Linked DNA regions of Sus scrofa: region 2 is linked to region 1. A link is a contact called in public targeted proximity ligation data. All regions are on one chromosome and are shown on one strand. The core of a region is the stretch at or near the end of the contact, and the rest is flanking DNA. Distances in the headings are between cores, read along the strand shown. Region 1 overlaps SPTBN1 (spectrin beta chain, non-erythrocytic 1). Region 2 overlaps LOC106508926 (protein transport protein sec31-like).

What was found.
Region 2: a contact with region 1 is called in a targeted proximity ligation map of skeletal muscle, with 6 times the contacts expected there. A contact is called at or near these places in 2 of 47 Hi-C or Micro-C datasets (heart right ventricle and skeletal muscle) and 1 of 2 datasets of targeted methods (skeletal muscle).

Annotation. Positions count from the first base shown.
Region 1 is chr3:86,653,332-86,657,403 of Sscrofa11.1, forward strand. It overlaps SPTBN1 (spectrin beta chain, non-erythrocytic 1), which reads right to left. Exons shown (of 36, transcript XM_021088218.1): 3 at 2,380-2,531. Among named protein-coding and RNA genes, the nearest start is that of EML6, 120 kb to the left of the region's middle.
Region 2 is chr3:86,865,513-86,869,584 of Sscrofa11.1, forward strand. The region is part of intron 2 of LOC106508926 (protein transport protein sec31-like); the gene reads left to right. Among named protein-coding and RNA genes, the nearest start is that of C3H2orf73, 56 kb to the right of the region's middle.

The sequences.
Region 1 (4,072 bases), core at 405-2,904:
AAGTGCTGGAGCCGAAATGCCCATGGAGACATGGCTCCACATGGAGTGTGAATGTTTCTGAGACCAGGGTTTTGGATCACTGGTGCAGAGAGCCCAGCGCTGACTGTGTGTTATGTGATGATACATGTTCAGGTGTGGATGTTAATCTACCCAGACCTGGAAGCTCCAGCAGCCTCATTCCTTCTGGAATCTGAATATGCAAGAATTCTCTGGGGCAAGCCCTGGGTTGGAGGGCGGGAGCGGGGGAATATCCTCTTCTTCGGGGAAGGTCTTGAAGGTGATTCAGGTGAGCCCCTGGCAGAGTGAGTCTGTGTCCCTTTCCGGAAATTTCATGAACCAAATAAACTACGGGGCCACAGGAACCGAAAATTTCCAGTACCAGTGAGCAAGAGCTGTAGCTCACTCTATCTATGATATCCTTGCTTTGGGAAGAAGATGAATCAGACTGCCCAACCTATAATCACAGTTGGCTGTGAGGAACGGATAATAAAAGAAGTCAAGGCACTGGGGTTTCACAAAGTGGTAGGTCCCCGACTGTCTGAGAGGATGGAGATGCAGCTTCTCATGCTGCTCTCAAGCCCTACTCTCCCAGGTCTCTGGGGGACTGGGGAAAAAAAAAAAAAATTACTGCTAGCAGCAAATAAAGAGAGGAGTGGGAGGTATCCATAAATAACCAAGAATTATGCTTTGCTGGTTGCTTTTTCCTCCCTCCTAATATTTTCGTTGCCCTGTTCAGAATAAGGGACAATGGGCCTGATCCCATTTATTATGTAGACATTATCAAGGACACGATCTTGCTGGTGCAAAAGAATTATGGACCTTCCAGGGTGAACAACTTAACTCCTTACATCCCTGAAAACTGGACCTTATTGGAACAAAAATAAATGTTCAAACTGATTTCTAGCCACATGACCTTTAAAGATTTTTTCAGCTACTTTCCAAACACATTCCAAAAAAAAAAAAAAAAAAAAAAAATCAATAGACAATCATACTAGGTTAAACATTAAGAAGAAAAAAAAAAAGGTTGAGAATTAGGGTTGAAAAAGTAAAGTTACAAAAATTCTATTTAAAGGTGTATATCACAGTAATTCTGGCCTAGATTCACATCAAAACAAAAAACAAATGCAATCAACAACAGGCCCTCCCCGTGTGGGCCCGAAGCCCCCACTCCCACCTGACAAACCAACTTCAAGGCAGCCATCTCGGTTTGTGCAGCCTGACGCACAACCTCTCAAAGAAAACATAAGGAGACCTGCACACTCAGGAGACAAAGAGCGTGGACCACACTCCCTGAGGATGAGGCAGGGATTTGCTCTCTTTTAGAGGATCCCCTTCTTGATGGAGGGGCACAGAGAGAGAAAACAGTTTTCCCCAGGCTCAGGGGCCAATCTGCCCCGGGGCTAATGACTGGCAGGGTACAACCACAGCCCCCTGCCCATGGTCAGAGGTGTGAGGGTCGGTCTGCGTACAAACCTACTGCAGCTGACAAGTTCCAGGGTGGAGATCAAGTTAAAAAACAAGGCTTTCTGGCAGCCCTGCCAACCACCAGCATCATATTTTCCTGGTGATGTCACTGCAGATGTGGGGCTCGATCCCTGGGCGTCAGCCTTTGGCTGGGCCCCACCATCACCTGTGGAACTGCCTGTGCTCAGGCAGACGGCAGCACCCGTCTTCACACAAAGGCGAGACAAAACCTGCTGGGTCAGTTACATTGACTGGTTTAAGATTCCTCAGTTGAAGGTTCATAAACAAAAGTGCCATCAGGGATGGCCATGGTAGCGGCAGGAAACAGAATGGGGAGAACATTTTCAATGCAGGCTGACAACGGCCCTGCCCAAAAGGCTCAGTGAATTCATCAGAAGCTCTGAGTTTCCAAGGAGACAAAACACCAGCCTCTCCCTCCACCTCAAAATAAAAAGTGTGCACGGAAGAGAGCAAAACATGCCAAAGACCACTGAATTCAATTCCTGCCACCTGGAAATGGCAGCTCAGATTTTCCAGAGGACCAGTAAGACGCATTTAAAATTATTCTGTGATCTCGAGGGATAAAGATTCACCCCAGACCCAGCGCCCAAGCCTGGCCTTTACACGTCCAGCACCATGCCCTGTTTAACAGGGGACGTCAGCCAAGGGCTTTCTGATCAGAGGTAGGAACCTTGCAAAAAAACAGAATGAGGCCGCTTCATTACAGGTCAAGAAAACTACCCAGATTCAGAATGTCACACTGGAGCTTTCCCCCAACATGCTCGTCACTCTTATCAAGCATCTCCTCCTCAAAAACATCAACCATTATTTGCAGACCTCACCAGGAGACAAGCTCACACTTGATTTTGCAAGAACATTTTCCCACCCACAGTGCAGGAGACTTCACATCCTCACCAGTCTCTCTCCAGAGAGGACCTCCAGCAGCTTGATGAGCATCCGTCCATCTCGAAGGTCGGTGTACAGGTCTGTGATCCGGCAGGACACTCGGGCGAGGTGGGAGTTGACCCACTTGGTAAAGGTCTTCTTTTGCACGGCTTCGCGCTCATCTGCAAGCAGAGGAGAGGTCGCTTTACTACCAACCACAGCCTGGACAACAGCAGGTATGTGTCAGAAGGGGCGCAGGACCCCGGCCAGAGGAAGAAGAGTAAAACTCAACAGTAATAAAACTTAGCTCCTCTTAAGCACGGTCAACAACTCGTGAACAGAGGAATTGCATCATCCTTAAAACATCTGGGCTCCTAAGCATAAACTACCAGCCGAGCATCCTTCACTCGCATTCATTTCATTTTCTCCCACCTCTGTTGAAGAGGCAGGAGGATGCAGAAGGCCACAGTGGGGTTCTTTGCTGCCCTGCTCAATCACATAATACTTGGCTGGTACCATTTCTAAATGTGTCACAGCCATTATTCCTCCAAAAGGCAAGTGCTGGGGGAGCACACAGGACACACAGAGGGCATGGAGCAGCAAAGCTCATGGGACAGCAAGAAATTTCTTCCCTCTCATACAAAGGGTTAGGCAACACGTAACAAGATAAACTCACTCACAACCTTGATCTGAAATGACGCCTTCCTGCTTAGTTGGATGTTCGGTGAACAAGAGAGAAAGTGGTGGGCAACATGGTGGAGCACAAAGAGATGTGGCCGGGACTGGCACGGCAGGGCCTGGGCCGAGGTCTCGTCAAAAACAGGCTGAGACGCTGGGTTCAATGTCCCCTTCTATAAAGTGAGTGGATGACTATCATCTCCAAACTTCAACCATTTGTTGAAAAAGTAACTTCTAGTTTAGGGTCCAAAGTGGGGTAATTGCACATCTAAATTATCTAGGAAACACTATTTAGTTTTTTAAGACTCAGTGATCAAGTTTGGTCCAAAGCACAAAACTAGACACATCTGTTCAGAAACAGCCCTTCACATCCCATACTAACAGGCTTCCCATCTTCTTGCCTCTGCAGAATGAACTAAATGCAGGCTGTTGAAGATCTTCAACAGAGATCCACAGACTGTGCCCTGGACCACCTCCTCAATACTCCCTGACTATTCTCTACCGATCTACCCTTTGTCTGATACTCGCCCCACTTCCAGTTCCATCAGCATGAATTTGTCCCAAAAGGATCAAAGACTTTCTCCTTCCAGTTTTAAGCCCAGATCTACCAGGATGGTTAAGCAGAAATCCACAAAAAAGGGCGCAGACTTCAACAACTTTCAGCATGACTGAGTGACAATTAAAAGGCCACCCTTACTGATGGAGCATGTACTTGGGAGCCTGGGAGTCCTAGGTTCCCAGGTTGGCCAGGGCATCCCGGCCAATGTCAGCCTGGAAAGCTCTGCTGAGGCCTCCACCCACGCCAGGAAGGGAGCAAGGCAGAGACAACAAGCAATGAGCCTTTACTGCTGCCTAACCCGGCAGGTGAGGCCACTGGGGCACCTGCCAAGACAGCCGCCCACCTGTGCAGCCATCAGCTCCTGCTGGCCCAGCCTTTCCCTAAGGGAACAGCCGGCCAGAGCAAAGGAGGGCCTTTCCCCCCTGAGACAAAGGCCAATCAAAACCAGACAAAGGCTCAGAAAGGACAAGAGTCAGGGAGCAAGAA
Region 2 (4,072 bases), core at 514-3,013, 210 kb after region 1:
TAATTACTTAAAATACCTTGTTTTATTTAAATAGGACTCCCAGTACATGGGTATATAATTGCTTGAAACATCTCATAATAGAATGAGAAGAAAAAAAAAAGAAAAGATGTTCATTTTCAGCATTTTAAGATCCCATCTGTAAGAATTAAACAGTGTGGAGCAAGAAATGCTCAGACAGAACTATAAAACCAGTTACTATGGAGAGTATAAGAAAAGAGCACGGCAAGAGGCATGTTGCATAGTAAAATGCAAGGTGAGATAATTGGAGAAGAAGCAAAAGAGCCAATATGTAAAACAAATTTTTTATTGAAATATAGTTGATTCACAATGTTATGCTAGTTTCAGGTATATAGCAAATGATAGGTATATAGCAAAGTGGTTCAATTATACATATATGTGTATAAATACATATATTTTACATTCTCTTCCTTTATAGGTTATTACAAAATAGAGTTCCCTGTGCTATAGAGTAGGTCCTTGTTGGTTATCTATTTTATATATAATAGTGTGTATATTTTAATCCTAATGTATCCCTTTTTCCTTTCCCCTTTAGTAACCGTAAGTTTGTTTTCTATGTCTCTAAGTTTATTTCTGTTTTATAAATAAGTTCATTTATATAATTTTTTTTAGATTCCACACATAAGTGATATCATATGATATTTGTCTTTCTCTGTCTGGCTTACCTCAGTATCATAATCTCTAGGTCCATCCATTTTAACCTGATACTTCTGATGTCAAGTGTCTATAAGCCATTGCCTTGGCAGTGGGCAATAAAGTGAACTTGCTGTCTGACATCCTCTTGGGCACTCCTGAGACTTGATATGGAGACTTGATGGCAGGAATGGAAGGATGAAGGATAGACATTGTCCAAGAGAAAGAGACTATCAGGAAGATAAATATATGAGTAGAAACTAAAAAACTGAGGACGTGCCATTCTGGAGAATATGTGGGTACAGACAAGGGGAGAGAAGGTCAGAAGCAGAGGTGGGCAACACCCACCCAACTTAATGGGTAACTTTAACTACTCAGCCATTATACTAAGTCTCCTTTAGCCCACAGACATCCGTGTAGGCCATAGATGCCATGCTAAGGAGTTCTGTTTTCATTCAGTGGAGAGCCACCTACATTTTTGAGAGAAAGGTGGCCTGTTGGGGGCTGTATTTTAAGAAGACAAATTCTACTAAGGTGGAGATTAGTTTCTGAATAGGGGCGGCAGCAGTGGAAATCCTAGAAGCACTGATAGAGCACATATTGTATGCCAGGCAGGCGACACAGCAGGCCCTGGAGGTGCAGAGTGTAGAGACAAATAAACATCAAGTACCTGTTCCAAAGTGACACGCAAACTGGAAACTGGGATGTACAGGAAGGAACAGTTTGTTCTGCCGGGAGTAGGTGAAGGGGGTGCTTAAAGAGGGTGATATCTGAGCTAGGCCTTGGCGGGATTAAAAAAAAATGTTACAAACGTGGGGGAGGTGTGAAGGCATGGGCAGTCTGGGCAGAAGGAACAATATGGGGTACAGGCACAGAAGCATGAACACACCTGGATATCCTGGAAAGAGTGAGTAGCTCCAGGTGTGAGCACAGGGCATTGGGCAGGGGCATGGTTGGTTAGAGGGAGGCTGCCTGGCTGTGACGTTCTTATAAGTCCTTCTGGCAGCAGTGGGGAGCTTGTAGGTTTCCAGCTGAGACTCATCAGACTCAGAGGGGTCTGCAAAGAGCAAATCCAGCCGAAGTACAGAGAATGCCCAGGGTACGAGAAGCTACAGGCAGGCAGGTCAGTTGGGGACCATTGCCTGTGGATTAGTGGATGATGAGTCCTGAGCTCAGTAAAGCAGAGGCAGTGGAAATAGGAAACAGGAAACAGATGGATGAAAAAAAACTCAGTGACTAACCGGAGATGGAATGTGAAAGTCTCTAGCCCATTGGGTAACCTATGATGCCATTAACTGAAAGGCAGAAATAAGGGATGGGGAACTTGGCAGGCAGGGATGAGTCTGATTTGGAACATAATGAGTGTTCCAATTATCTACTGCAGTGCAGTAAATGACCCCAAACTTAGTGGCCAGTGATAATGATCATTTTATTATACACAGTGGGCATGGCACATCTCTGCTCCCCAATCTGAGACCTCCTCTGGAAAGATGGGGATGACTTGGATGGCAGGGACTGGGAAAGCTGGAGTGGCAGGAGCCCCTCCCAAGATGTTTTTCACTCATCTATCTGGCACCTTGTAAGAGAAAACTGGAAGGCTGGGCTCAGCCCAGGAAGGGTAGGAATACCTGCGAGGGGCCTTCCCTGCATGGCAGCCTCAGGGAAGTCAAACTGTTTACAGGGTGGCTCAGTGGACTATGGCCATTTGTGACCTAGCCTTGGAAATCTGATGTCATCATTTCAGCCTTGGTCTATTGGTCTAAGCAGTCACAAGCCCACTTAGATTCAAGAGGAGGGGACACAGACTCCTCTCAGTAAAAATATCAAAAAATTCAGGTCTTGTTTTAAAACCAGCACAATAAGTTTGAGAGGATAAAAATAAGAGCACATATATAAGACATTATTAGACTCCACAGATCATAGCAACTGAGGAAATACTAGGTTAAGGAGGAAGGAAGCCTTGAAGCTGAAGATGCACATGGAAGTTTCCCACATTATAATGTTATTGCTAAGATAAGAGGGTAGGCTTGGAATCCGACTGCATGGGTGTGACCACCAGCTCCATTGCATAGTAACAGTTCAGCCAGAGGCGGGTTGCTTAATATCTCTGAGCCCCGTTTTCCTTATCTGTTACCCCATTTTAATGGATATAATAACAGTAACCTACTTCAAAGAGTTGGTGAGGATTCCATTAAGACGTGTGAAGTTCATGGAACAGTACCAGGTGCACAGCACCCTCAAACATGTTAGCAGCTCTTATTGTTTACCAAGCACTCTACATGCATTATCTCATTCCTTCCTCACTATGACAGACTGATGTAGCTCTTCGTATTATCATCCTAGAGCAGATGAAGGAATGAGAGGTTAGGTGACATTCTCAAGGTCACACAGCTGGCAAGTGACTGAGCTGGAACTCGGAAACCTGCTTTCCTGCTTCCCTAGACTCAGCTTTTCCCATGGCAGCCAGCACAGCTGCTCCCCAGGCAGCAGGCTGCTTGGGCCCACACCCGTGCCCACCCACAGTGTGGGATTAGCTTCCTGGCAAAGCCACTGTATTTCTGGCACTGATGTTGTCCTCCCAAGAGACACCAACACGGCTGCCTCGGCCCTCACCCACCACCAGCATGTCTGAAATTTACTAGAGGCAAGAAGCAGACAACTGTGAAAGCAGGTGTGACTCCTGCAGGCCCCCAGCCTCTCTGCTCAAAATTTCCAGACTGTTGCATTTGCTCTGGAAGGAAGGTGGGGAGGGGTCGAGCCCTTTCCCCAGAGCCAGTAGGAACGTGGGATTGGACACATCAGTGCACCCTCTGCTCCCTTCAGAGCCAGGGCCAGAGCAGATGCCAGGCCCGAATGTTTCCACCTCCTTTCCCAGCCTAGATGGCTGTGGGGCTTTGAGGGTGTGAAAGAAGACAGGCCTAACTTTCCCCTAAAAACCCAACAGAAGCCAGACCCTAGTGAAGGCTGTCAGCCCCTAGGCCCTGCTGCATGGCACCTCTCACTCCATGGGGGCTCTGGCCCAGTTTAGTATTTTTCTCAATCTCAACCCTCCCCGTTTTCCTATTTGGGAGGCTCAAAATCCAACAAGGAAATGTTCAGAACAGTGATGGATTTTTTTTCTTCCTCCTTGAATGGCCAAAACATGGATACATCTGTGAGAAAATGTCTCTCTCCACCCATCAGAGACCATGAAACTGTCTGGAAAGGAATAACAGTGTCCGCTGCTCTGTGTTAAAGGTCATCCTCTAGGCCCTGAGGAATTTTTCCTGAATTACAAAAGAGGCACAGATCAAATGCCTGTCATAACACACTTCAGAAAACAAGGAGCAATCCATTCATCTAAGGAATCTTTGAAAATTCTGCCTTGGGTGGAGTGACATTTGGGAACAATAAAAACAGTTCCCTTGGCAGGCGGCCCAGA